Regions from separate parts of the Sus scrofa genome. Here region 1 is linked to region 2. Evidence: chromatin contacts called from public Hi-C data. All regions are on one chromosome and are shown on one strand. The core of a region is the stretch at or near the end of the contact, and the rest is flanking DNA. Distances in the headings are between cores, read along the strand shown. Region 1 overlaps LOC106509843 (a long non-coding RNA gene). Region 2 has its middle 81 kb from the start of ZFP36L2.

Region 1 (4,263 bases), core at 908-3,407, 270 kb after region 2:
AAAAACACCTCACAAGTCCCATCATGGCGCAGCGGAAACGAATCCAACTAGGAACTGTGAGGTTGTGGGTTCGATCCCTGGCCTCGCTCAGTGGGTTAAGGATCCAGCATTGCCGTGAGCTGTGGTGTAGGTCGCAGATGCAGCTGAGATCTGGCATTACTGTGGCTGTGGCGTAGGCCAGCAGCTGTAGCTCCGATTGGACCCCTAGCCTGAGAACCTCCACATGTCGTGGGTGCGGCCCTAGAAAAGACAAAAAAAAAAAAAAAAAAAACTCAAAATAAAAAGGCGAGCAGTCCCTCAGTGGAAGAGTTTTTGACAGCCTTAACGTGTTTTTTCCACATATGTCCTTTAATGCCCTTGATGATTTTTAGTTGGGAACATTAGGTTGTGCTCTTATATATTAAACAAGAAAAGCTTGCTTATTTTGAATGCTTTGAATTTTGAATCTTTGAGTATATTATCTATTGACTAAAAAAGAAAAAGATGGCATTTTCAATATAAATCAAAAAATATTTTAATTGATTCTATGTGAACAGTTTATGAAAGAAAATGTAATACTAAAAAAAATTCCTAAGGGGAACTTCTGCCCCAACCCTCAGCCCAGAAAGCAGAGAAAGTGACTAAGTGTCTCCAGCAGCACCCACCCTCTGCTTTCTGCTCCCCTGTCCCTCTTCCAAGCACCTTTCTTTCCCAAAGCCCCCCACACACACTCCCTATCCTTCTTTCCCACCCCCACCACCTGCTCTCTGATGGGCTTTGCTAAACTCACACATGCTGAGGGGCTGAGGGGCTGGCAGGCTGCCCACCAGGAGAAAGCATGAAGGAGCAGGAGGAAAACTGGAGCTATTGAGATGGGACCTTATTTTTATGTTCTTTTTTTTTCCTTTCTTTATTTTTAGGGCTGCACCCACGGCATATGGAAATTCCCAGGCTAGGAGTTGAATCAGGGCTGCAGCTGACGGCCTACACCACAGCCACAGCAACGCAGGATCTGAGCCACATTTGCAACCTACACTACAGCTTGTGGCAATGCCAGATACTTGACCCACTGAGCAAGACCAGGGAATCAAACCCACATCCTCATGAATACTAATTGGGTTCTTAACCTGCTGAGCCACAATAGGAACCCCCCCTCCTTTATGTCTTTTTTTTTTTTTTTTGTCTTTTTGCCTTTTCTAGGGCCGATCCTGTGGCACATGGAGGTTCCCAGGCTAGGGAATCTAATTGGAGCTGTAATCGCCGGCCTACACCAGAGCCACAGCAACTCAGGATCCGAGCTGCATCTGCAACCTACACCACAGCTCACGGCAACGCTGGATCCTTAACCCACTGAGCAAGGCCAGGGATGGAACCCGCAACCTCATGGTTCCTAGTCGGATTCGTTAACCACTGAACCATGACAGGAACTCCCGGAACCCCTTATTTTATGTTCTGACATTGACACTGCAGGCCAAGCCCACTGTTAAGCTGCTGATACATAGCAAATCACGACCTGGAACTGGTGTGGGCTTTGAAGAAGAGTTAAAAGTTTGTCGCAGTGTTGTTTTTTGATGAGAATTTCGAAGGCCTGAGCCCTGGGGTAGAGCTTTGGATGAGTCCTTCTATACAAAACAGGTGATTAAAGATCCAGCTCCTAAGGACCGGCATCCTCGGAGCCATTTTCCCAAAGGGCAGGGGCAACCAGAGGACGGATGGGGACCTGGCTAAGGCTCTGCCTGTGGTCAGCAGAGGGCTAACAGGCAGATGACCAGGGCCATCCCTCCCCCCAATCCAGGCCTTCACTGGATGAAACAGTCTGTGGGGCAGGAAGAGTACCTTTTCTCTGCCCAAACCCCAGCCCACTGGGGAGCAAGTCCACTTTTCCCAACGTGTTTTGCTCCCACTGGGAGATGATTTGGGTCAGTGTCCCATTAGCCCAGGACAGAGTCCCTGCCCCTCCTCCTGACAACTGCTGGACAGTCAACCCTCACTGCCAACACCCTGCGTTGGCCCAAGCCGCTTCCTCTCCAGACCTCCTGCCCCCCTCTCTCCTCGGCCTGCCAGAGTCCAGGAAAGGCAGAAAGCTCTGGACAGGCCCCCAGTTGCCCTGTAGGCTGTAGATAAAATAAAGTCAGTGGCTATTCCCTAAGGTCCGCACTGCTCAGGCTCCACTACTAGGGGGAGCCCTCTAAGGCAGAGCCACAGCGCCACCTGGTGGTAAAGGGCCAACTGTGCAGCTAGGCCTGAGACAGCACAAAGACAAATACCTCCTGGGTGCCCCTTTCTTAACTATTTCAGTAGTTGCTGGGGGTCCTCCCTAGATCCCAGGAGAGCCCCATCCTGAGGGCTGAGGGACGACTGTAAAGTTGAAGTCCCCAGTCACATCTCTGACACACACACCCCCATACACATAGCAAAACCCCTTAGAAAGGGCCTGGGCTTCTGTGTCACGAGGACTAGGTCCCTCCTACCTTCTCTGGTTGATATACGTCTGAGTTCAGGCAATTACATAACCTCGTGAGCCTCAGTGTCCTGCCTCTAAAATCACTTCTTTTTTTTAAGAACAAAATAATGCCATTTGCAGCAACATGGATGAAACCAGAGACTCTCTTACTGAATGAAGTCAGAAAGAGAAAGACAAATACCATATGATATCACTTATATCTGGAATCTAATATATGACACAATTGAACCTTTCCACAGAAAAGAAAATCATGGACTTGGAGAATAGACTTGTGGCTGCCAAGGGGGAGGGAGAGGGAGTGGGGTGGATTGGGAGCCTGGGGTTAATAGATGCAAACTACTGCCTTTGGAGTGGATTAGCAATGAGATCCTGCTGTATAGCACTGGGAACTACATCTAGTCACTTATGATGGAGCACGATAATGTGAGAAAAAAGAATGTATACATGTATGTGTAACTGGGTCACCATGCTGTATAGTAGAAAAAAAAATTGTATTGGGGAAATAACAATTTTTAAAAAAAGAAGAAGAAGAAAATACAATTGCTTCTTTTTTTTCTTTCTTTTTTTTTTTTTTTTTTTTTGGCCTTGCCCTCAGCATATGGAAGTTCCCTGGGGCCAGGGATCGAATCTGCTTCACAGCAGTGACAACACCAGAGCCTTCACCCACTGGGCCACCAGGGAACTCCTAAAAGAGAAGCAATAAGAAGGCTTCCATAGATTAGGAATCAATTGGGTAAAAAAGTCCCTACAGCAGTAGCTAGTTCATTGCAAGTGTTCAAGAAATAATGGTTTCCTTACCCTTCTGTCTGGATTTGGTGCCTGAGAAACCCAGACTTACTCAAAGGCAGGGCCAAGGGGACAGTCAACACCCAAAGTCTAGGATGGGAACTGTTTCCATCTCAGCTCCTCCAAGAAGCCACTTTAAGCTATTTGCCTCTCTCTGAACACCTTGTGTTGAGGGTGACCAACCCACCTGGCTTACACTGAATGAGGGAATTTTCAAGAAGAGAAGGATCTTTGGTGCTGTCCCAGGCCATCCGGGATGTCCTTTCCTCACAGCCCAGTTCTAGGGCGGCACATAACCATGGGCTGTAGCCCAGGAGTGTGCACGGTAATATTTCCCAGTCACTGCCCCCACACGCTGTGTCTTCTCATCAGCTTCTGGTGGGAACAATACGCTTCAACCAGATGGGCGTCACCTGGGGCACAGCACACACTCAGGGACAACCCCTTGGAAAGACTCCAAAGAACTTTCTAAAAACCAGGCTCCAGACCTGGAATCTGCAAAGCAAACCCACAGCGATGGGACCCATGTTATCTACTCAGCTTTAACATTTGCACCCAGGTGCTGCTCCTCTATTATCTTCCAGTCATACTCTTCTTTTTTTTTTTTTTTTTGTCTTTTTGTCCTTTTCAGGGCCTCACCCACAGCATATGGAAGTTCCCAGGCTAAGAGTCCAATTGGAGCTATGGGTGCGGGCCTACACCACAGCCGCCGCAACGCCAGATCCTTAACCCACTGAGCAAGGCCAGGGATCAAACCCAAGACCTCATGTTTCCTAGTTGGGCTCGTTTCCGCTGCACCCATTCATTCTTAAATATCTGTTGAGTTCCTATCAGCTTGGCACAGGAGGAATATCCTAGTTGTGGGAGAAAAACAATTCCCACTTATATAAACACAATGATTTTAGATAATAGTAAATACTGCTATCCTATATTCAAAGGCATCTCTGAGGAGGTGACATGTGACCGAGCCCTGGAGGTTAAGGAGCCAACCCCCTAAGATTTGAGCAAAGGTCTTCCAGGAGAAGGAACAGCCC
Region 2 (3,746 bases), core at 1,048-3,547:
GAAAAGGGAGGGGTGGGCAGCTCCTCTGGGACCATCGCAAGGATTTTCCTCTGTGCGGTGGATGAGATGGAAACACACCAGTAGGTTGGGAGGAGAGGGTCAGTGGCTGCAAGTGGACCACAGACTGCTTCAGGGAGCAAGAGGGGAGGCAGGGAAGCTGGTGGACGGTGGCCTGGCCAGGGGGTTCCCTGGAGGAGGGAAAAGTGGCTGGACTCTGAACAGTGTTTTGGGAGGCAGAGCAAACAGGATCTACCTGTCGATTTGCGGTTGAAATTTGGAAAGCAGATGTTACCAGATTCTCATTTCATCCAAGAAAAACTTGGAGAAAAGGCTGAGTGACTTTGCAACGTCATAGGGTGGCTGAGTGGTATCTCTCACGGGCAGGGAGGGTGACAAGTACTAAGGCGTGTGCCATCTGCAGGTGGGTGTGGCTGCGACGTTCCTTTCTCTGGGTCTATCTGTCACCCCATCTCCATCTGTCCCCCTCTGCCCTACTTTCCAGCCTCTGTTCTGCTATGCATTGCAGACACATCATCATCTTCTCCCAAGTCCGTTTCTAAGGAGTCAATGTGCTTCTGGTGCCCAGGGGACCCACTCTAGGTCTCTGAGGGTGTGTGACTCTGTGTGTGCCCTGGTGCTGGCATGTCTTACGTGAGTGTAAATGTCCCCAGTGCATGTGTGTCTGAGTGTTACTTTGGCATCTGTGAGGTGTAGTGGATATCTCCGGCTATGAAAACCTGTGTGTTTTGGGGGAGGGTGGTGAAGCTTAAGGGACCGAGTATGTGTGTGTGTGTGTGTGTTTGTGTGTGTGTGGTGTCACCTGTGTGTGCCAGTGTGTGAATGCATGGACTTGTCCTTTCTCCTCTCCACCCATTCAGATTTGCTCTCATCCTAAAAGGCCCAGGTCAAGCCTCCTCCCTTTTTTCTAGTTCCTAACCTCCCGCCATCCCCTCTCTCAGTCATTGCTACCCCCATCCTTTGGTGGTGGTCTGGCTGGCTTAGAGGGGATCTGCCTTCTAGAACTCCATCTCGCACAAACTGCAGGGCTGGGTGGGGCTGTAGACACATCCCGTCCCCTGATCAGCCATCAGCTTCCCTCTCCTGAGGCCAACTGCCCCCCGCCCAACCGCCATGGGGTGCTTGAATGCAGAAGGAGCTGGCAGCCTCAGCAGAGGCAGGTGGTGGCAGGCTCCCTGCCCCCGAGTGGCCAGCTGGCCCCCAGGCAGCAGGATGCAGCTCCTCACTGCACTCTCTCAGTGAGCTCCCAGGCACAGGTTGGTCAGGGAGCCTGGGGACCCCAGAGACTTCCCCCACCCTCCCCCTAGAGGCCCCCAGTCTAGGGCCTTCTCCCTGAGCTCAGGCCCCCAAGGGGTGGTAGGCTCCTTCTGGTCTAAACCCTTTGTCCCTCTCTGTCCCCTACTTCCCATGACACTGGTTCCTGTGGGAGCCCTTTCGCTTTTGCTGTAGGTACCAGAAGGTCCATTTTCTTTAACCCACGGGGCGTCAGCCCTCACTCTTGGCAAGGTGAGCAGATGCCAGAAGGCGTGGGGCCACGTCGGTCCACCAGCAGGCCAGGTTGTCCTTCCCTCAGTCCTGGCAAGGCATGCCTCTGCCTCAGGGCCCTTGTTCTAGCTATTTCCTCTGTCTGGAATGTTTTCTTCCAGACCTTGCTTGGCTCCTTCTCCAAGCTTTTGTTGAAATGTCACCTTTTCAGTAGGGCCTCCGTGGACCACCCAGTTTAATACTGTGACCTGTGTACACATGGGCACACACCCCTCTTGTCACCCCCCCCAGCACAGCCCCTCCCCCTCACCCCCCCAGCACATTACAGCTCTCAGCGTGGTTCCATCTCCTCTCTTCCCCTGTGTCACCTGCCACCTACTGACACACCTGACTTCACTTGCTTCATCTACTGTGTCTCCCCAACAAGAATATTGACCCCACGAGGGCAGGGATCTTTGTTTTGCTCGTGGATGTTTCCCAAGTGCCTGGAACTGCTGGGCCATTTTAGATGCTCTACAGACCTTTGTACAGTGTTGTTAGGACTGTCACCCAGAGGAGAGCAGCTGCACAAGCAAAGGCTGGTCCTCTGAGGGGCCAGACGGGGGCTAGCTGTCGGACCCCGCAACCTGTGGTCAGAGGGGATGGACGCTGTGCTCCCTCCCAGGGGAGGACCAGCTCCCTTCCACCCCACCTGCCCCCCTCCCTGGAACCACACCCCCAGGGCAGCCTTGCACACGTCTGTTGGCTCACACCTGCAGACCCTGCACCCAGGGCCCCACCTCCCGCCAGCCCTTGTGCACTCGCCCTTGACGTGGTGGCTGTGGTTTCAAGGCCTTAGAGGTGCAGATTGGAGTCAGGGCATCCTGTTCTCTGTGGCTGCAGCAGCAGGTGGGGGTGGGGGACAGGTTCCCCTGCAAACAGGCACACGCAAAGGCCCCTTCTCCCTGCCTTCTTACACACGCGAATACACACATGTGCACGCAGACAGATGGACACCGGGTGGCCCCCGTAGGCTGGCAGCTCTTAGGCCCCAGGCACAGGAACCGAGCACCCATCTGTAGCCGACCCACTGGGGGCAGGGAGCTGCTGGCTCCCTTCCCTGTGCCTGAGCTCCCACCTTCACAACTTCATGCCCAGCACATGGCCTGCCAACCTCATCTCAGGTCTTTTCTTTGGGGGAAGTCTTGTTCTGCCGCCTTCTGTCCTAACCACATCCCTGTGGGAGGGGTGGTGTATTCAGCCCTCAGTGGGGTCCAGTTGTCCAGCCAGTCCTGGGAGCATACTGATCCCTGGCTCAGAACCCTGCCATGGCTCCCCAATGCCCGCCAGGTCCAACCCAAACCCCTGGTCCTGGGCCTCCCCTGCTCCAGGGATCTCCACTTTGAGGAGAGGTGAGGGTGCCCTCTGGAGCCAGGCATCCTGGTTTGAATGCCAGTTCTGTGTGACCTCAGGCAAGTCGCTTAACCTCGCTGTGCCCCAGCGTCCTGCCTCACAGAGCTGTTGTGAGAATTACATAGGTTTATATATGCAAAGCATTTAGCACAGCACCTGCTCTGCAAGAAAGTTGTCAATAAATGATAGCTGGAAAGGATGTCTGTTTCCTGCCAGAAAGGACCTGAGAAATGTCTTCCAATGGGGCTTGTGGCTCAGCTCTCAGCTCTGGCCTTTCAGACTGAGCCAGCAGCTTCCAGGCCACCTGGGAGCTGGCTGGAGACTCAGAGTGCCAGGCCCCCTGGGAGTCCTAAAGCAGCAGGTGGGGGGAGGGGCCTGTACACTGTGGCCTGTAGCCATTTGTGGGGTGGGAGTCCCCTAAGCCCCCATCCCAGCCTCAGACTGGTCCACCACCTGCATCCTCTGTCTTCTGGCCTTGCCAAGGCCCCTCTGCCTTGCAAGGCTCCTGCAGGAAGAATGCCTGTCAACTTTGCCACCTCAGTGCCCACAGCTCCTATTTTCCTAGAGCCTCAGTTCCTCAAGAAGAAAGGGAATAAAAACACCCACATCCAGGGAGGTCAGGGATGAGCAGTGCACCACCGAGGCAGCCAGTCAGGGCTGAGTATTGCTACTGGCTGCACCCCAGGCCTGGTGGGTCCCGCCTGCCATGCTGGAGTCCCCGCAGGGATGAGGGAAAGACCTGTTGATGGAGGGGGGCTGGGATGAACTCTGGGAGCTGAGAGGGAGCACAGTGACCTGGGATGAACTCTGGGAGCTGAGAGGGAGCACAGTGACTGGAGCCGGAGGGTGGC

What was found. Hi-C and Micro-C count contacts between places; a contact is called where the count stands out from the background.
Region 1: a contact with region 2 is called in a Hi-C map of retroperitoneal adipose tissue, with 2.3 times the contacts expected there. The contact joins two enhancer-like sites. A contact is called at or near these places in 4 of 47 Hi-C or Micro-C datasets (embryonic fibroblasts, liver and retroperitoneal adipose tissue) and 2 of 2 datasets of contacts at active chromatin or transcription factors (alveolar macrophages and skeletal muscle).

The regions. Positions count from the first base shown.
Region 1 is chr3:97,552,359-97,556,621 of Sscrofa11.1, forward strand. The region is part of intron 2 of LOC106509843 (a long non-coding RNA gene); the gene reads right to left. Among named protein-coding and RNA genes, the nearest start is that of TRNAI-UAU, 13 kb to the right of the region's middle. Within about 2 kb of position 2,158, at least 21 of the 83 cell types and tissues checked have an H3K27ac peak or open chromatin away from gene starts, as enhancers often do. A contact at or near this core is called in retroperitoneal adipose tissue, where this site is marked.
Region 2 is chr3:97,279,639-97,283,384 of Sscrofa11.1, forward strand. No RefSeq gene overlaps it. Among named protein-coding and RNA genes, the nearest start is that of ZFP36L2, 81 kb to the left of the region's middle. Within about 2 kb of position 2,298, at least 11 of the 83 cell types and tissues checked have an H3K27ac peak or open chromatin away from gene starts, as enhancers often do. A contact at or near this core is called in retroperitoneal adipose tissue, where this site is marked.